4 separate regions of the Sus scrofa genome follow, and all the other regions are linked to region 1. A link is a contact called in public Hi-C, HiChIP or PLAC-seq and promoter capture Hi-C data. All regions are on one chromosome and are shown on one strand. The core of a region is the stretch at or near the end of the contact, and the rest is flanking DNA. Distances in the headings are between cores, read along the strand shown.

Region 1 (4,736 bases), core at 950-3,449:
ACCCAGCTGTACCATTTGTGATAATCTGTTCAAAGGAAATAATTAGAGATGTGCACAAATATTTAGCCACTTGGATAGGGGTGTATGTGACTCATTTATAACAGCAAAATATTTATCAGCGTTTGGATGTGCAGCAAGAAAGAATGGTTCAAACACATTGCTGTTCACTGGTAGAATGGCATCTTATGCAGCCATTAAAATGAATGTTCTTGGAGAATATTTAACGATACGGAAAGATACTGGTGATATTTATAATCTTGTGTTTAAAAGATACAAAATTCCTTATAAATGTGTGTTTCCAATACCAGTTTTTTAAAAAAAACTTAGATAAAGTTCCTGATGTGGCTCAACAAGATCTGGTGGCATTTCTGGAGCCTGGGACACAGGTTGGATCCCAGGTCCAGCACAGTGGGTTAAGAGTCTGGCATTGCCGCAGCTATGGCCTAGGCAACTGAGGCTGGGATCTGATCCCCAGCTCAGAGACTACTTATGCCTTGGATATGCCAAAACAGGGAGAAAAAAACCAAAACCAAACAAACAAAAAACAGTAGATAAAGGTATAGGTTTAAAAAAAAAAACTCATTGGAGTTCCCACTATGGCACAAAGGGATCATGGGCATCTTGGGAGCACTTAGACACAGGTTTGATCCCCGGCATCGTGGGTTAAGGAGCCGATGTTGCTGTGACTCAGATTTGATCCCTGGCCCTGGAACTCCAGAACTCCATATGCCACTGGGTGGCCAAAACAAACAAACAAACAAAAAAACAAAAAAACCTCATTACACAGTCACTCATTCATTGCTGCTACAGATGTTAATTAAATGCCCACCATGCGCTAGACACTGTGCTAGGGCAGGGAAGATGCACTAAACATTTAAGAGTATCTCTGAAAAAGTGGCTTTACACCTCATCCAACCATCCATTCAACAAATGGGCAGCCCACAGTGAACAAAACAGACAAAAATCCATGCTCTCATGGAGCTGACATTCCAGCAGGAGAAAAACAATAACTATGATTAGCTAATCATCTAGCCTGTTAGAACGTGATAAGAGGAACAAAAAATAAGAAAAAGCAGAGAAGGTAAGTGGTTTAGTAGCATGTGAGAGGGACTTTGGCTGCTTTAGTCAGGGTGGGCAGGAACAGTCCCACTGATAAGGTGACATTTGAGTAAAACCCTGAAGAAGAGAAGGGACGGAGCCATGAAGGTACCAGGGGGGAGAGTCTATGCCCAACAAAAGGAATAGTCAATGCAATGACCTTGAGGTAGATGAGTACTTGATTTTTTTTTAGCAAAGTGGCTGGAGACCAGTGAGTGAAATCCAGGAAAAAAATGTTTAGTTTACGGGGGTTTCCCATCCTCCTCCCCCTCCTTTTTTTTTTTTTTTTTTTTAAACAAATCAATTACTTCTTTTTTTTTTTTTTTTTTCGTCTTTTTGCCATTTCTAGGGCCCCTCCGCGGCATATGGAGGTTCCCAGGCTAGGAGTCGAATCGAAGCTGTAGATGCCGCCCTACTAGAGTCACAGCAACGTGGGATCCGAACAGCAACTGTAACCTACAGCACAGCTCACAGCAAGGCCAGATACTTAACCCACTGAGCAAGGCCAGAGATCGAACCCGCAACCTCAGGGTTCCTAATCGGATTCGTTAACCACTGAGCCACGACGGGAACTCCAACAAATCAAATAAATACTTTTGAAAAAACTTATTAAAAAGATTAAGATCAATCAGTGTCCTGGTTCCAGGTCAAGTTCCCGGACTCAGACAGACAAAGGTCGTCCAAACTCACTATTTATTGACTATGATCCCAACTGAGCTAGTTCGCCCCGCTGAACCTCAGTTTTTAATCTGTAAAACGGATATTAATAACAGGGTTGTGACGAGTATTCAGCAAGATAATGCAAGTAAAGCACTTGACGGGGTGTCTGGCACATAGTAAAAGTTCAAAAGCTGTTTCTGGCCATAATCACCCATGCCTGCCTTCTACCCCCCATGACTGCTTTTGAGAGAAGGTGGGAAGGACTGTTGCAGGCGCCTAACCATTTTCCCCTTTAAGAATCTCAGCCGGCTGGAGCCAGCCTCCCCGCACCCTTTCCAAATTTTCCAATCCCGGCTTGGCATTTTCCTCCCTAAGGTTTCCGATTGGACGATCTTCACCAATCAGAGGCTGGAGCGGACCCTGCCGGGCACCCAGCTCCGCCCCTGAGCCGGCCCTGCCCCGGGCCGGTCAGCCCCGTTGCTATGGGGACTGGTGGGCGGCGAGGGGGGAAAGCCCCGGATGTTCGTTGGGGATTCAACATGGCGGCAGCAGTGGCCGTGGTGGCGGCGGCGCAAGAGAGCTGAGGGCGGCGTGAGCGCGCCAAGTTCCGGGCCGAGCAGCTAGGCCGCGAGCGACTGCGGTGCCGAGCCGGTAGGATAAGCGATCTGGCCAGGCGACGTGGGGGGGGTCCGGCGATGGCGGTGGGAGAGCGTTTACGGGAATAGGGGGCGGGGCCGCTGGGGTCAAAGTTGACTCGCGAAGGAAAGGGTCGCGTCGTGGGTGGGTCGCGGGTCTACGTTGAACAGGGGGGAGGTGTAGAGTAGGTCAGAGGTCGTGGTAGCAAAGGGGGCGTGGCGAAGGGGTGCAAAATTGGAAATTTGAAGTAGGAGCGTGTTGGAGGGGCAGGGGGGCGAATGTCTAAAAAAATGGGGGTCAATTTGAAGGGAGGATGTGCCTGCGAGGGTCTGAGAGTTGGAGGTTTAGGGCAGCAGCTAGTGGAGCAAATGAATGAGATTTAGGTTGGGGGACATCTGTATGGGATCAAAAGTGGGGCCTGACCAAAGGGGGCAAAGATCAGAACCTGGTGGCCCGACAGGTGATGTTCTCAGGGGTCAGAAGTTAAAACCCAGGTGGGACGTGTTGCTGAAGAGGAGGGGTAGGACATTCAAGAACAAGGTCAAGGGTGCTTCCTGCGGGGGCGGGGGGGGGCGGGGGAGGGGAAGAGGAGAAAGCCCTCCTCCCACAGATGATGAAAATAAGAGCAAACACTCCTAGAGCACTTACTGTGTGTCAGGCTCTGTTCTAAATGCTTTACATTACCTTTGATCGTGAACACAACCTTATGGGCTTGGTGCCATTATTAAGAGGTTAAGTGATTTGCCCAGGGTCTTCTCATGAGTAAGTGGTGCAGCTCAGATTTGAACTCGGGGTTCAGAGTTGTAGGCTCCGCAGGCTCTCAGATTCTCATGATGTTGGTTGATGCTTAATGAGAGTTAACATTGTACTCAGCGCCCTGTGTGCCCGGACTTATACCATAATCTTGTGAAGTGGGTACCAGATGGACCCACTTTACAGACAGACAAAGTGAGGCTCAAAGAGTTTCTACTGAGTGACAGAAGCAGATTCCAAGCTGAATCTTGAATGACCCCAGAGCTCCTGGCCCTAGTCACCACATCGTAGCTTGCTGAAGGTCTGTTCCTGGAAGCAGGGGGCTGGGCTGGGCAGGGCTGTCTCTTTGGCCTCCATGGAGGGGTGTGATCTGGGAGGAGAGGCTCCCCTGGGCCTGTGGGATGGGGTGTTTGTGGGTGGCCCAGAGTCCGAGGGAGTCTGACAGGCTTCTGGCGGGGGTCCTGGGGCGGTACCCTGGACAGAGTCGGGTGTTCTCTGTATTTAAAACCCCAGGCTCTCATCATGGTCTTCAGGCACGCCCATCCCACTTCCTACTGCTCTCCCCATCCCTCCCCAAGGTCCAAGCACACCGGCCTGTTTGCTCTTCAGCTCCATGGGCTCATGCCTCCCTCCAGGTCTTTGACTTTCCAGTTGCCTCTAATCTGGAACCTGCGCCTGACCAGCCTGCCCCCAGACACTCCTTATCTCGCTATTGTTCTCTATCTCGATGCTGGGCCCCTCGAGGGCAGGAATTTCTCCAGGTTGTCCTTTCCCTGAGTTTCCACCTGAAGCACTGCCTCGTCTGCAGAGTCTGCAGAGGATGCTGGTCGGTGGGGATTGAATGTTGGGCACGGGGCTGGGTGCTGTGTGCTGAGTCTGCAGCAGTGGACAAAATACACAGAGCCCCTGGCCCCTGAGGGCCCTCAGTGTCCCTCGGTGGGAGCAGACTGGACCCAGACCCCTAGCCTGTGATACATGGCTCCATCTCTACCAGTGGTGATGCCACCTGCGAGGACATGTTCCGGGGACCCGGAGAATGTCCAACCGGGGCCAAGAACTCTGTCCCTGGGCAAGCTCTGAAGGACGAGTAGGGGGATGGGAAAGCGTTGGCCAGGCAGGAGGAAAGGTGTGAGTGGAGGCCAGGGATGCAGAGTTGGGGGCTTGTGGGCAGCGTGTGGCCTGTGTGAGACCCCTAGGCTGCCCAGCCTGGTGGGGGCATTGGGCAGGGGCCGATGAGTAGCTGCCCCGTGTGTGGCACTCTGGGGTGGTACTAGGGAGTAATTCGAGAGGATGCTGGAGCAAGGGTGCCTGGCTCACACCCAGCTCCATCACTTACAGGCTGTGTGACTGTAGGCTGGGCCTGTTTCCTTCTCTGCAAAATGGGAATAATGATAGTGGCTACCCTGTAGAACTGCTGTGAGGGTGCAGAGCATAAACGCTAGGCCTAGGGCCTGGAACAAAATAGGAACTGGGTAAGCACTAATTTCTTTTTTCTTTTTATGGCTGTACCTGCGGCATATGGAAGTTCCCAGGCTAGAGGTCGAATCAGCGCTGTAGCTGCTGGTGTATGCCAGCAGGATCCAAGCTGC
Region 2 (5,170 bases), core at 1,555-4,054, 210 kb before region 1:
AATAGGCAAAACTACAAGGCACAGAAGGAGAAAAGGAAGGAGAAAAAAAACCCTGCAGAACTTGCTGTTAACTGATTCAAAGACTAACCCCAGGAGCAGAGGAGCCTAAGACCTAGCTACAAGAAGCTAGACCGAAATGACCACACATTCACATCCAACCAGATACCCAGCGACACACAGGACACCAAGGAGTTGACTACCCAACCCCTGGCGTATGAGCTGAGTACCTAATGGGTCCAAACTCCTGCAAGGCCTCCACAAGGTCAGCTTCCACCACGCCGTCAATCAGGCCCCTGATGTGGACAACTGGGGAGGCAGGGGTTTTGTGTGGATCATCGTAGTTCTCCTGAGAAAAGAAGCAAAAATAAGACTTCACTTTCTGCTGTACAAAATGGCGGCCTATGAGCTTCTGTGCTGTTGGGGTCCCAGTCAAAGCATTTGAGCCAAGGAGGACACACAGGGCAGACAAGGGGACCAATTACCCCAAAAGGATTCTGGGCCAGCAGAGCACATGGCCTGAGTGTATGGCCACTTGCCTCATGGTTCTCACTGTAGCTTCTGAGGATGGCAAAATGGAGGACTAAGCAAGTTCCATTTTATATTCCTCCCAAAACCTGTCTGTTCCTGCTGGTCAAGGAAATGTGGGAAAAGAATGGCTTGGAAAGAGAACATCACGGACAAAAAAACTCAATTTGCTGCTCCAGTCTGAACCAGGACATCCACTCCAGCTTCTGTGTCCTTCCAACCTAGCCAAGCATTGCTATCCCTCACCACTTATCCCCAGGTCCAGCAGCTCCAGAAGCTAACAGGCCAGTCTTGGCTGCTTCTGGCCGTTAATTATTCTCCCACCAACATCTGTGTTGGAAAATTCTACTTAGGCCCAACTTAGGTAAAGGAAAAGTTTTTCAGGAAAACAAAACTCCAACCTGTATCACTAAAAACCAAGACAGTTCCCTTCCCAAGGGAAGGAAGAATCTTTCCACCCACAGCCTCTGGGAAATCAAAAGGAAAGTAACTTTCTCTACCTCTGCCCAGCTCTGGGCCCAGCCTGCCGCTTGAACTACCAGGCAGAAGCCCATGGAACGGAACAGAATCGGATTCTATTTCAGGAATGAACCACACAAACCACAGGAGGCACACCCGCTCGATGGCTACCAGCTCAGATGGCTACCAGCTCAGCGATTTGGAGTTCCAGGGCCCCTAATCCCAACCCCTCCCTGCAACAGCTACGGGACCTGGACGGATTTACTTCACCTCAACAGTAATACCACGCCCTATCTCCTACAGGAGTGTCAAGAATTCAATTGAGATAACTTTAAAGCGCACGGAACAAGACCTGGAACAGTTTAAATGCTAGTAAATCACAGCTACAGCGTGCTATTAAAACCTGGAAAACCCGGCAAACGGCTGACCGTGACCAGGAGAGGACTTCATGAACTTCCAGGGAGGAGGAACCGGGTTCCAGGCCAGCAGTAACAACTGGTAGCCTCTTCCGCCTAGGGGATTGAAGAGGCTCCAATCCCTTCCAAAATGCCCACCCTCAGAGAACATTTTGATTCGAGAAACTGACTGCATCCAGTTAACCCCTAGAAATTGTAAGCAAACTTGTGATAACTCCAAAGCTTGGCTTAAACTTCTAAACGCCCAAGACCTTTCACAAGCCCTTCTTCCGGTTTTCGATGCCCACAAAAACGAGGAACATATCCTGGTCTAAAAAAACATCCTTAAATAAATGAGTTTCTGTACAGGGACAAACCATGACGCTACAAAAACTAAAAACGATCAGGCAGAATTCCCCACTCAAGCAGAGAAAAATGCCACCGCCCACGCGCTCCCCGCGGTGCCCCCCCCCAACAACCGCCCACGAGGCCGGGGCAGGAGCAGTGCGCCTGCGCAGGGGGCCAGACAGGAAAACGATAGAGAAAAACGGCCAGGCCGCGTGCCTGGCCCCCACAAGCTAGCCCGCGGCGCCTGCGCAATGCGCCAGCCGCAGCGCGAGCAGTTTCCTCCACCCCCCACCTCGGGATACCGCGCACGCGCAAGCGCCTGTCCTCGCGCAAACCCCGCCGTTTGCCCAACGTCTGCCCCTCCCCCACCCCACCCCGTCCTTCAGGGCGAGGGCCTGGGCGCGTGCGCACAGACTCAGCCACCTAAAATTAATACTCTCTAGATTGGCAATCTTCCCTCCCTTCCCCGGCCGTCTCCGGCGCCTAGGGCCCTGGCCTCACCCGCCGCCGCCGCCCGCCGCCCCGGCTCCACCGCCGCCGCCGCCTCCATGCTGGTCGCCGGCGTTGTCAGTCTTGAGCCGCTTAGGGGCCCGGCCGCCCTCACTGCCGCCGCCGTAGTAGCGGCCACCGCCGCCTCCGCCGCCCGCCGCCGCCATCTTCACCATCGCTCCGGACCGCCGCCGCTGCTCGTCCGGCTGCTGCCTCTGCTCCAACCGCCGACGCCGCTTCTCCGCCCGGGGCAGCAGCCTCCGCGACATGGCGGCGCAGAACCCGCCTCCCCCCGCCTCTCATTGGGGGAGGGACACGCCCGTCACTCGCCGCCCCCACCCGATAGGGGAGCCACTGGTCCCGCCGCGGCGGGAGGGGAAGCCTCCGTCCGCCTTGCGTGCCTATAGGATAAAGGCCACGCCGTTCTGCAAGAGCGCCCGCCCTCGTTTGTCTGGGACACTCCTTATAGGCGAGCGCTTTCTGCAAGTTATTTTGCCGACCCCACCGCCTTAAAATAAACTCCAATTTGATAGGTCGGATTTCTGGCACAGCCTGGCCTCCTTTGGAGTACCTGATAGGAGCGGCGCTCCCCAAGCTCCTGAAAAGCCCCGCCTCCTTCCCGCTCTTACTGGTTTTCTCCCTCGTCCATCAAACGGAGAGCCCTTAGTCATCCAGTCGCAGCGACTCCCTTCCCCAGCCTCTCTACAAGGAGAGAAGGAGGCCCCTCCCTTTTGCTTTTCACTACTGGCTGCTGTAGATGTCCGTCGTCTGGGTCTCCACCCGATTAGTCATTTGAGAGTGGAATCCTCTCACCAGATTGTAGGACCACTGGTGGGCCCTGATTGGGTGGAAAGGGGAGCCCATCCCAGGCCCGTAGGCGCTCTTTGGCGCAGTCAAGGAAAGGATGGGAGGCGAGGACGCATGCGCGAACTGCTTTCTGGCGCCTCCGAAGGCGGGGCAGCCCTCCAAAGGAGCGAAGGCCTGAAGTACCTTGAGTAGTTTTTGATTTGCTGTGAGCAGCACTGGAGACCTACACCAAGTTACAGGGAAACGGCCAGTGTAGCTCTGTCCCCGTCACTATATCCTATTCCTCTCTATCTCTAACTTTCACAGTGCCAGAGGAATTGTTTTTAAAAGTCCCTGTCTGACCTTTTTCTCAGTATAAAACCATTTGCTGCTGCCAACCGTCTAACCCTGTCCGGTTTGCCGGCATTCTTTCACCACTCCACCTCTAAATTCAGCCACAATAACTCAGTTTGCAGAAAGAAAAGGATTTTTCGCGCACCTCTCGATCTTTGGCCAAGCACGCCTTTCCAAACGACACTTTCTCCACTACCCCAGAACTAAGGAATAAATTTCTCTAGCCCGTGCTCAGTTCACTCTGAAAGTGTCCCTAGTCCCTACCAGCCCAGACCGCAGGGCTTCCCCCATGATAATCCCTGATCACTCAGCCCAATGATTTTCACACGACAGCCTTTACAGGGTTATCACAGTTTGGTTCTGGGTGGGTTGGTTCTGTGTGGGCAAGGGAAGGGTGGTCCCCGCCTCTGCCTTAGACTGGCCTATCTACCAAACGCAAGGTGTATGTAGCACCCAGCAAAGTGCTAGCATTAGCACTCTGCAAAGGGAGTAGTTCTAAGCGTCCAGTGGGCCTCATTTTCTTAGGGCCGGGCCAACCCTCAGAGGACACCCTCTCTCAGTCTCTAGAGTCCAACAACGCCCAATAGTTGGAACCAGGGGCGGGGCGGGGCGGGAGCTGACCTAGGATGCCACCCTGTGGGCTCTAAGGTTATGGGGCTGCCTGTTGGTGGGAAGGAAGAAGCAGTCAAGAAGAGAGGAGACAGTAGTGGGAAATGCGGGGGCGGCCCCCCTAAAGATGCTCCGGAACCTTTCCATCCGGGTGAAAGGGAGTTCCCGAAATGGAGGTCCCGGTGGAAACTAAGTTAGAAATGGGATCAGTGGCACTAAGATATTGGGACCAGGCCTGGTAGGTCCGCGGGTTTGGAAAGAGAAAAAAGTTGAGGATTGGGCTGTGGGGATCTAAAACAGCTCCCAATCACCCCGGGAAGACCCGAAAGGGCGGAGAATAGAAATGGGGGACCGCTGGGCGCCAACACGTGATCTGTGCTGCGGTGCAAAGGCGGGGCGGGTCCCACTGAAAGGCGGGGTCCCAAGGTCCCGACGTCAGAGGAATGCGGTGGGGGGAGGGGAGAGAGGGGCCCCTCCCCTCCCCGCCCCCGCGCCCTGCCCGGACGCCCCTCGCGCCGGCGCGCGGCGACGGGACGCGACGGAACCGTCTCTCTCACGGCACCTTCCAGGCAGCTCGCCCGCCCCTGCGCGCCGGTGGCGGGCGACCCGGTGGCCGTGTTATCTGCACCCCCGCGCTGCCGGCCCCTGCCCCTCCCCCACCCCATGCGCTCGGGCCACGGGCGGCGCCTCCCCTACGATCCCCCCGCACCGCTGCCCGACCCCTCGCCCCGAGTCCCTACCAGTTCGGCGGCGAGCCTGGCCGGCCGTCCGAGATCGAAAAGAGCAGACACTGGGAAGTTTTGGGGGAGGGAGGGGCGGGCCTTAAAGGGACCACGACCTCTTTCCAGCCAGGAAAAAAAGAAAGGGGGGGCGGTAGAGGTGGGGAGACCGAGAGGTGCTCCGCGTTGAATGGAGGAAGCAGCGTAAAAAAGGAACGGGAAGACTCTCGCGTCCCTTTTCTCCAAACACCCCCAAGCCCTCACCCCCCCCCCGCCCCTATCCCTCACAGAAAGTCGCACAGTTGCTTGAGAATCACGCCTTAATCCTTCTGGTCAGCCACGTGTTGTGCTGGTTAAGGTAGATGCTGAGGTGCACATTGTGCGGGTGGGGAAATGGGCTCGGAGAACGCAAGCGACTAACCCAGGATCCCACAGCTTGTAAGTGGCATAGTAAGATTTGTCTGCCACCAAAGACGCAGAACCACT
Region 3 (4,490 bases), core at 1,990-4,489, 190 kb after region 1:
GGAACACTATTCACGCACGGGAGGCTGCTGGGGGGGGTGTGCTTGCACACAGCCCCGGCTGCCTACAGTCCACGCAGATGCTCACACACACCCTCCACTCTCAAGCTGTGTGTGCGCACGCGCGGGGACCTTCATCACACCAGGGGCAAAGTCAATCCCCTCACCAGCCTGCCTCAAGGGCTTCCGCGCTTCCTCACTCCAGACCCCACGGGGGTTCAGAGCTACACACAGATGTGCGGGTAGGTATGTGAGCCACACGTTCTCACCGAGGCGACTTCAAAGACAGTCACAGCTGAGTACACTCTCCCAGCCCAGGGACGGTTGGAGTAAACAGTGGGGTCAATCACACCTGCAGAGGCGGCCTCACGCGTTTCCTCTTGGGGCTGTGTCAGGCGGGTTGTGAGGACACAACCTTCACACAGGAACGTGGGAGCACCAGGGTCCCACACCTCCTTCCCAACCGCACACCCAGGCAAGCCAGGGAGCCCCCCCTGCACGCCTGCGGTGCACACGCTGTTCACAGTGTGGTACACGCGCCGCCTGACCGGCCGCGCCCGCTCAATCACGCCGAGCACACGCGCGGCCCTGGCACACGTGCCGCGAGTACACGGCCCCCAGCTCGCCCGCGCACTCGCACCGGCTCTCACACCCCCGCGTTTCCCGTCCCCGCTTGTTTTTCTGGAAACTCTGCTCTCCGTTCCCCTCCCCCCTAGGCCGGAAGCGCTCGCAGTATTTTTAGCCTCTCTGGTTTCCGCCCCTTTCCCCCTAGGTCTGCCCGCGCGGGACCTACCCCCCCTGCGCCCCGCGGGGGACCCCGGCCGTCCCTTCCCCACCGTCATTCCAGAGGGGATTCCCGGCCTTCGCCAGAGCCACGGATTTTCCCGCTGGCTACGTGGGGAGCGGGGCGGAGTCCAGCCTTGAACTTCCTCCAGGGCTGGGAAGCCGGAGGCCTGGACGGGGCGGGGGAGGGGGATGGGAGGTGGGAGCTAGACTCCTAAATCGGAGGGAGGAGAGGCTGGGGGCTCGGACTCCTGGGTCTGATGAAGCAGGGGGCTGGGGGCTGGGTCTCCAGGGTCTAAGCTTGGAGGCTGCTTAGCGACCTGGACCCCTAGTGCTGAGCAAGCCGGGGCCGAGGCCCCGGTTTGGTTCCCGACCACAACCCCGCGTCAGTGTTTCGATGGGTGGTCCGTCCTTCAACGCGCAGAGGCCCCTCCAGCCTCTGCGAGAGTCGCCCAATCAGAGCGACCTGGTTCTCGGGCCGATGACTCAGCAGATGGGAGAGGGGAGGGGGTCATCCTGACTCAAGGATGGGAAATGTTCCCTGTCTCCAGGGAATCGAAACTGGGATCCCTCCATCGGGATCGCTGCCAGAGCCGAGCCGGACACCGGGGACTCCAGGGTGCCCCCCACCTCTCGTGCTCCCGCCGCCTGAGCCGTACTAGCGACACAGGGATTTGGAGCACAAACGGGCGGCGGGTGCCAGGCACCTCCCCTTTCCCCCTTTTCCCGTAGTCCTCAAGCCTCTGTTTACAGGCTACAGAAGCCCTGGTTACAGAGAGGAACCCGGGCGTCCGGGCCGAGCCTCCTCGTCACGGCTTCCAGGAAGCCCCCCTCCTCCCCCGCCCCTTGCGAGTGAGTCACAGGCGAGAGGGAGGCTGCAACCGTGCCAGAGCCGCCCGCAGACTCCCAGCTCACGGGACCGGCCAGGAAGGCCCCTCGGCCCCAGAAGGCGCCGCACCAGGGATTCCCCCGAGCTCTGTCGGCCGAGCTAGTCGGCGTGCCTAGCAGAATCTCCCCACCTCAATACAAACCCGCGGTCTGCAGGGGCAGCCTGCAAGAATGAACTTTCCACCATGATAACTGCGTGGCAATGATTTCTTTCTACCCCTCTTATTTTCACTCAGGGCAGCCAGCTCACCAAGACCCCCTTTAAAAATTAGTTTTTTCTCCTTATCTTGAGCTTCATGCAGGGCAACCCCTTGACAGTAAAAAATTTGCCAATAGGGGGAGTGATTTGTGCAAATTTAGCGTTCTCTCAAGGCACGTCCCTTTTTCTTGAGACCCATCCGACTATTAGCTGATGATGACCCACTTTTTCCACCTCCAGACGGCTTTCCACCAAGAAAACCCTCCACCATAACAAGAGATCTCCAACCTTTTCCTATCTTGAGCTTCTCGGAGTGCAAACTCGTAACATAATTCAAGGCCCTGTTATTAAGCTGTTGTCATTTACTAATTGGAGAATAACTTGGCCTCTCTGTGCCTGGGTTTCCTTGTGTAGAAAATGGGCATAATACCTCCTTGAGTTAATGTACGTAAAGCACTTTCATGCCTAACCCAGAGGTAGCGGTTAGAATTGCCATTATATATTTGAGGGTGAGAGGTCACAGAAGCCCTGGAACTGGGGAAAGAGGCCCCTTTCCAGCCAGGTGTCGGGGCAGCGCTCCTCCTACCCTCGTGAGTGGGGCGGTACAGGTCTTGGGACCTGGATAATTTGGGAGCGAGACCATGTCAGGCTGGCAGGTCTCAAAAGAATTCTCCATCGGGCCTATTGGTCTCTTCATCTTGCTCCTGAGAATTTCTGTTTGTGGATGTTTATTTCTCCCCCCCTCCCTTCTCCCTTTTTCTCTGTTTCTTTATGTGCCCCCCCCCCACTTCTTGCTCTGAATTTGCCGTCTGGGACCGTCTATATCTCGTCTTTTCTATCTCTGCCTCCCCACCTTCCTTCTCTCTACCCCCTCTCCCTCTCTGTACCCGTCTCCCCTCTGTGTGCGTCTCTGTGTGTGTGTGTCTGTCTGTCTCCCAGTGTTTGTCTTTTTGCCTCCCTCCATTTCTGTCTTTTGCACTCAGTGGGCCTCTCCCCGCCCCCGTCCGTTGGCCTCTGCCCCGGTCAATTCCCCCAGGGGCCCTGCCCCGCCCCCACCTCTGTCCCAGTTCCCTTCTCCGCGCCTCAGGCTCCAGCTTTGAAAACTGGGCCGACACCCCTCACCCCACACACTCCCCGCGGGGTCGCGATCGCCCGCGGACCCGGATCAGGCAAGTCCCGGCCCGCAGCCGGGCGGAAGGGGACTGGTCCTGGGCCGGGCGGGCTGTGCTGGGGCGGTGCGTCCGGGAAGCGCCCCTCCTGGCCCCGCCCGCCCAGGCCCGCCCCTCTCGAGGCCACGCCCCCTCCTGCTGAATAAATGCAGCCACTGTGCGGGCCCCGCTGTAGCCTGACTTCAGCGCTCCCACTCTTGGCCGGCCCCTCAGCCTTCGGCCCTCTGCGCCGCCATGGATCTCACCGCCATCTACGAGGTGAGCCCCCGCTGATTTGCACCCCGGAGTCCCCATGCCTGACTCCTTTCTCAAGTCTCACCCTCTAGCGCCGCAAACTCCCTCCCGGGACTCTGGCTCCCTTCTCAAACTAAGCTCTTTAGCGCTTCGCACTCCGGCCGGGAGGATCCTGCCTCTTCTCAGACCAGTGTGATCCTCTGGAGGTGAAAATGGAGCCCGTGACTTTGTGGTCTCAGCCCAAACACGGGTGGGCTGGCCTTCGGAAGTGGAAAGCTGGAGGGCTTTTCTCAGGCTGGGGCTGTCTGGAGGCGGAAATGGCCCCACACCTGGCTTACCCCTAGTAGTTGCTGAGGGCGCGGTTTTGCGCGGAGGCGTTTCTGGGGCTAGAGTCTCGGAGAGGGGAAGCCGACTTCTGCTTCCCCACTCCCTAACCCAGAGGACGACTCTGGGAACTCTAAAACCCAAGAGGTCCGCACTCCTGGGTTAACTTTGTTCGCGTCTCCAACTTGTGAAACTGGAGAACCCGATGAGTGTAGTCAGATCCCGAGAGGCCCAGAGGCTTAAAATTGGAAGACAGCGGTGTGTGTCCTGACTTGATCCTGCCGGGCAGCCGGGATTCCTGGGCCCCTCGGGATGAGCTTAAGTCGCGAATATAAACTCAGAACCTCCGAATCGAGATTCTTGCGATCCGGAACCCGTATTTTTTTCCTGCGGGCGGGTGGAGTTCTAGCCAGGAACCCACAAACCGGACTGGCAAGCTTTTAGGTGCTCTGCAGCTGGGGGCGGGGCGTCACCCTGTATTTTCGGTGTCTTAACCCATCCCTGTTCCCACAGAGCCTCCTGTCGCTGAGCCCTGACCTGCCATCCTCCGACCACGGAGAGACTGAGTCCAGCCCGGGCTGGGCCACCGCGGGACTGTGGAGCCTCAACTCATCCGATTCCAGCCCGGCTGGGGTCGCTGCCCGCCTACCTGGTCGCTCCACCAGCTTGGTGGAAGGTCGCAGCTGCGGCTGGGTGCCCCCACCCCCAGGCTTTGCACCCTTGGCTCCCCGCCCAGGCCCTGAACTGTCGCCCTCACCCACCTCGCCAACTTCGACCCCCACCACCTCCTCCCGCTACAAGACTGAGTTATGTCGGACTTTCTCAGAGAGCGGGCGCTGCCGCTATGGGGCCAAGTGCCAGTTTGCCCATGGCCTGGGCGAGCTGCGCCAGGCCAG
Region 4 (4,681 bases), core at 995-3,494, 220 kb after region 1:
ATGTGCCCGGTTCCCAGGACTCACCGTAAATCTGGGCCACGTGACCACCACCCTTCACCCGGACTCGGATGTCCACACCAGCAAATCGTTCCTTGCCCAAAAGCAGAACAGGTTCCAGTAGCTAGAGCAACAGGAAGCGTGACAGGCTTTTAGATCATAACCTGGGCGGCAGAGCCACTTTACTGAGCATTCCTCCACAGGTGTCTCCAAGCAGCTTCTGTACTGCTGGCTTCAGAGTACTAGGAGAAGAGGGTTGAGCTGTTATTCAACACCCTCACAGCCAGCACAGCAGGGAGGGTTCCAGGACAGAGAGGCTGTAGAAGGCAACCTGAAACCTGAGCTGGGTTCCCTCCTCTGCAGCTCTCTGTTAATTAGATTATCCATTTTTGGGAACATGGATGCACCTGGAGATTATCATACTGAGTGAGAGAAGTCAGAGGAAAATAAATATGAGAGCCCTTATGTGTGGAATCTAATAAAAATCAATTTTATGGTTACCGTACATGAAACTGTTGGGCGGGAAAAGAACTGGAATGAGATTAACATACACACACTACTATATAAAATAAAAGAGACGATTAATGAGAATCTACTGTACAGCACAGAAAAATCTACTCAGTAATTTGTATTAACCTGTATAGGAAAAAAGAATGAGTACATGTATATGAGTGACCATGCACTCTGCTGCACAACTGAAACCAATATAACACTGTAAGTCAACTATACTCAACTTGCAAGCACTAAGGCTGCCTCAGAGTTGAAAAGCCACTCCAGGGCTGTGAGGTGCTTTCCCCACCTGAGCTCTCTGCCCTCTCTTGGGTCTCACAGACTTCCAGAAAAATCGCAACTAGGAATTCCCATTACGGTGCAGTGGAAATGAATCCAACTAGCATCCACGAGGACTGGGGTTCAATACGTGACCTCGCTCAGTGAGTGTGGGTGGCAGCTCTATCTCTGATTCAACCCCTAGCTTGGCAACTTCCAAATGCAGTCCTAAAAAAGCAATTAAAAAAAAAAAAAATAAGCTATCACCCGATTTCGCATTGGGTCCAGTCTGTCTCCCCACTGGATTGGGAACTCTTCAAGGGCAGGCCCTGAAGCCATCTGGGTACTCAACGGGCTGCAAACACAAAGCCTTCAACTAAGCTAACATTGCGAATGAACCACGATGCTCAATATCTGATAAAGTGATCTCTGAGCTACCTTGAGTTTTAACTATTCCTGCGATGTTACTGGGGTTCTTTTTTTTTTTTTTTTTTTTTAAATTCTCATACACACCAACAAGCTTACTCAGAGAATCCAATTTACCGTCACAATGTTTCACAAGGTTGAAACTGTCCCCATTTCAGACAATAAACTCAAGGCAGAGAAGGAAAGTTCCTGTTTTGCCCAAAGAGGTAGAAATCAAACTCATGAGAGTTCTTTCCATTTTGAGCCAAAGAAACAGGCCTCAACAGGGAAGAGAGATACTCCTCTCCAAGCACAACAAAGCTTATTCTGGAAACGCTTGAGAAACTGCAACATTCAAACTCTAATCACCATGTTTGAAGAACAAAATATTGATTTCTGTCCTCAGTGTATACTCTAGAAATGAACACACTCACTCCCCCATTAACTTAAAAGAAAACAAAAAAAAAGAAAAGAAAACAGGCCACATCGGTAACTCCTATGCCATCCGGTTCCCAACAGACCGAGCTAACAAATAACCCAAGAAGCACCTGCTTAATCTTCAAAATCCACGTCTTCACTCTCAATTCCAGCTTCTGTAACATCTCTGGAACCTCAATACCTAGCTCCATCGCCAAATACCCCTTTTTCTGTACCCTATTTAGCTTCTTCCCCATTGTTGACTGCAGACCCCTCAACTTCCGAGATCGACGGACTCCAGGAACCGACCTATTCCAACATCTCCGTCTCCAGAGCCCTCCGCCCAACCCAGACGCCTGTCCTCGACCCCAGCACCTTGTATTGCAGCGTGCGCGGCTCGATCATCTCCAGGGGTCGCCCGTTCACTTTGATGAGGCCGTTACCTCGTTTGCAGTGCGCCACGGCCGTGGCTGTCTTCTGCGGAAACCAAGACAGCGAAGCCACGTGAGATCTGGGCCCCAGCTCCCCTGTCGACCTCAGAACCCTGCCCACAGGTCTCTCTCCTTCCCTCACCCCTACCATCGAGCGACCAGCCTACCTTGCGTCCGAAGACCTGCACCGACTGTAGAGGACCCTTGGAAGGCATGGCTGCAGATTAGACAAGAGCTCCTCACCGCGCGGCGCTGCAACCGGAAAAGGAAAGCGCGGGGCCACCCTGGCCTCTTTTCAGGGTCTGCGCAGGCGCATTGTGCGCAGCGTCGCGACAGGAGGGAGCTTTACGGCTCGTGGGCGGGATTTTGGATTAGCCGCGGAAAGCGGGTCTAAGGAGCGGAGAGGGCGGGACCTAGAGGGGAAAGGGCGGGGCCTGAAGGGTTTCGAGTGCAGACAGAGAAGCTGAAGAGCACCGTCCTTCACATCCTTGGTCCTCATTGGTCACCGCCGGTCCTCGTTTGCATTTTAGCTGTTTGATAGTCTCCCTCCACCCGTATTCCTAGTTGAGTCTCAGTTTACTCTGAAGAGGTTTGTCTTACCTTTTTATCACCGGCAGTCTTCTTCCCTTTAGACTTCCCACCTAGATCCTTTTCTATTAGAATCTTTACTTCGGAACTCACAGCAAAAAATCTTGGCAGGATTCAGAATCCCCCTGCCTCCTAACACCCACCTCCTTTGCGAGTCCTCCCCAAGAATCCTTTTCCATCTCCCCTAGAATCTAGCTTTCTCCAGAATTTCCTTCTTTTTAGACTCTCCTCCCAAAATTCTCTGAGAGGCCCACTCCCAAATCCCCCTCCTAGAGCCCTCACCCTAGACTCCCTCTTTTCTTTTGGTGGCGCCCAGGCCATGTTGAATTTCCCAGGCCAGGGCTCAAACCCGCGCCATAGCAGCCATTCAAGCTGCTGCAGTGACAACCCCAGATCCTTAAGCCACAAGAGAACTCCGACTCCCTCTTTCTCGACTCTCCCTCCACTCAGGGCTCTCTCCTGCACATAATTCTCCCCAGAATCTTCCTCTCTTCAGGACCCATGACCCATTCAATCCCCTTGCTTCAGAAGCTCTCCTACCCAATCCACTTCTCCCATTATTGCCCCCTTAGAATGCCCTTTCACAAAGTCTTCATCCCTTTCAGAGCCCCCTTCCTCAGAATCTACCTTTCCCAATAATTTTTTTCCCTTCAGAGCCTTCTCTGCCCAGGAATTGTCTCCCCTGAAATTCCCCCCCCCCACACACACTACAATCCCCCACTCCTTGGAGACCCTCCCTCTAAAATCCTCCTCTTCACGGTCCCTATCCTGGAATCCCTCTTCCTACAGAGTCACGCCAAATCGCCCTCCTTTATCCTCAGCTCCCCCCAACCCCATCTGAGGAACTGGGTAGCCCCCTGACCTCCCCACCAATCAGGATGCTCCCTTCTCAGCCAAGAGCTTCCTCTCAGGGCTGCAGGCATCTCAGGGTTGCCTCAGTTTCTCTGGCAACCCTGAATCTGGGGTCAAAGGTTCAAAGGGGTGTGGTGATTTACCTGTGCCTGGAGGGCAGAGATAGGATGGAGATTGGTGGGTGGGGCCAGAGGGAGGATCCAGCTCAGAGTCCAGCTCCTAAAGGGTGAGAGAGGGAGAGGGGTGGGCGAGGGGTGGGGGAGGGAGGAAGCGTGGACCCAGGGGCTGACCTGGAGGGACACATGGACAGATACACAGCACAAAAGAGAAACAGGCACATATGGAGGAGAAGGCAAAGACAGGGCCAACGAAGAAGAGAAACACAGTCAGTCAGAGATGGAGCCAGAAAACAACAAGTGGCGAGATCTGGAGGCAGAAAGGCCAACCCTCAGAGAAAGAAGACAGATAACAGAGCTCGCTTGTGAAGGAACTGGTTAAGGAACTGGCGTTGTCACTGCCGCGGCCTGGGTTGCTGCTGTGGCTGGGATTCCATCCCTGGCCCCAGGAACTTCCACATGCCTAGGGCATGACCAAAAAAACGAAAACCAAAACCAGACGGGTACAGGCAGGCATGAAGATTCCTAGACACTTGAGACAGGAAAAGGAGAGCAGAGACTCCCGAATATGCACCTGCAGATACAGATAAGGCCTAAAGAAGACAGGCCATAGAATGCACAAGCTCTCACGCAGTCTGTACTGCCTTTGGGGCATGTTTGGGGGGCAGGGGAAGCTTCCAAACTCTCCAGGCTGATCCTTAAAGCCTTGCTAAGTCTAGTGTCTTGAGTGGGAAAAAAGGGGGCTGGTCTGGGGGTCCTTTAACCTTGGCCCTCCCTACTCTAGAATCACCGTCTCCCCCGGCTTCTTGAAGTACATTTCCCGAGTATCTGTGGAGTGAGCTAGAGGGAGGGGACAGGGGGAAGTTCCCCTCAGCCACTCCAGCCTTCCAACCTGCTCCCTCTCTCTGTACCTCTTGTTTCCAGGACCCTTGGCCAGAACCAGAGAGAGTCTGGGGGTGGGCAGGGTGCCCATGTGGCATCTCTGGACCATCCTCCTGCTGGTGCCACCCTTGGGGGGCCTAGGACCACCCCTCTGCCCCCGGGAGCCCTTCTACTTCCTCATTGCCATCATGAAGATGCTGGTGAGGAGGGAGGGAAGAGCCAGCA

What was found. Promoter capture Hi-C pulls out the DNA fragments that hold promoters and counts their contacts. A called contact is a pair of places that touch in the nucleus more often than the background predicts. HiChIP or PLAC-seq counts read pairs in DNA pulled down with a chosen protein or histone mark.
Region 2: a promoter capture Hi-C map of fetal liver shows a contact between it and region 1, with 2.2 times the contacts expected there. The contact joins the promoter of HNRNPL here to the promoter of PAK4 in region 1. A contact is called at or near these places in 1 of 5 promoter capture datasets (fetal liver) and 1 of 47 Hi-C or Micro-C datasets (liver).
Region 3: a contact with region 1 is called in a Hi-C map of embryonic fibroblasts, with 5 times the contacts expected there. The contact joins the promoter of ZFP36 here to the promoter of PAK4 in region 1. A contact is called at or near these places in 2 of 5 promoter capture datasets (fetal skeletal muscle and liver), 14 of 47 Hi-C or Micro-C datasets (embryonic fibroblasts, epiblast stem cells, fetal heart ventricle and 8 more) and 2 of 2 datasets of contacts at active chromatin or transcription factors (alveolar macrophages and skeletal muscle).
Region 4: an H3K27ac HiChIP or PLAC-seq map of alveolar macrophages shows a contact between it and region 1. The contact joins the promoter of RPS16 here to the promoter of PAK4 in region 1. A contact is called at or near these places in 4 of 47 Hi-C or Micro-C datasets (mesenteric adipose tissue, retroperitoneal adipose tissue, skeletal muscle and 1 more) and 1 of 2 datasets of contacts at active chromatin or transcription factors (alveolar macrophages).

What each region holds. Positions count from the first base shown.
Region 1 is chr6:47,867,405-47,872,140 of Sscrofa11.1, forward strand. It overlaps PAK4 (serine/threonine-protein kinase PAK 4), which reads left to right and starts at 2,200. Exons shown (of 10, transcript XM_005664597.3): 1 at 2,200-2,409.
Region 2 is chr6:47,653,052-47,658,221 of Sscrofa11.1, forward strand. HNRNPL (heterogeneous nuclear ribonucleoprotein L) reads right to left here and starts at 2,805. Exons shown (of 15, transcript XM_021094349.1): 1 at 2,229-2,805; 2 at 228-347. The coding sequence starts at 2,485.
Region 3 is chr6:48,060,493-48,064,982 of Sscrofa11.1, forward strand. It overlaps ZFP36 (zinc finger protein 36, C3H type, homolog (mouse)), which reads left to right and starts at 3,240. Exons shown (of 2, transcript NM_001168419.1): 1 at 3,240-3,294; 2 at 4,108-4,490. The coding sequence starts at 3,271.
Region 4 is chr6:48,086,124-48,090,804 of Sscrofa11.1, forward strand. It overlaps RPS16 (ribosomal protein S16), which reads right to left and starts at 2,245. Exons shown (of 5, transcript NM_001137620.1): 1 at 2,186-2,245; 2 at 1,963-2,064; 3 at 25-121. The coding sequence starts at 2,233. IL-15L reads left to right here and starts at 4,323. Exons shown (of 3, transcript XM_021094372.1): 1 at 4,323-4,656. The coding sequence starts at 4,546.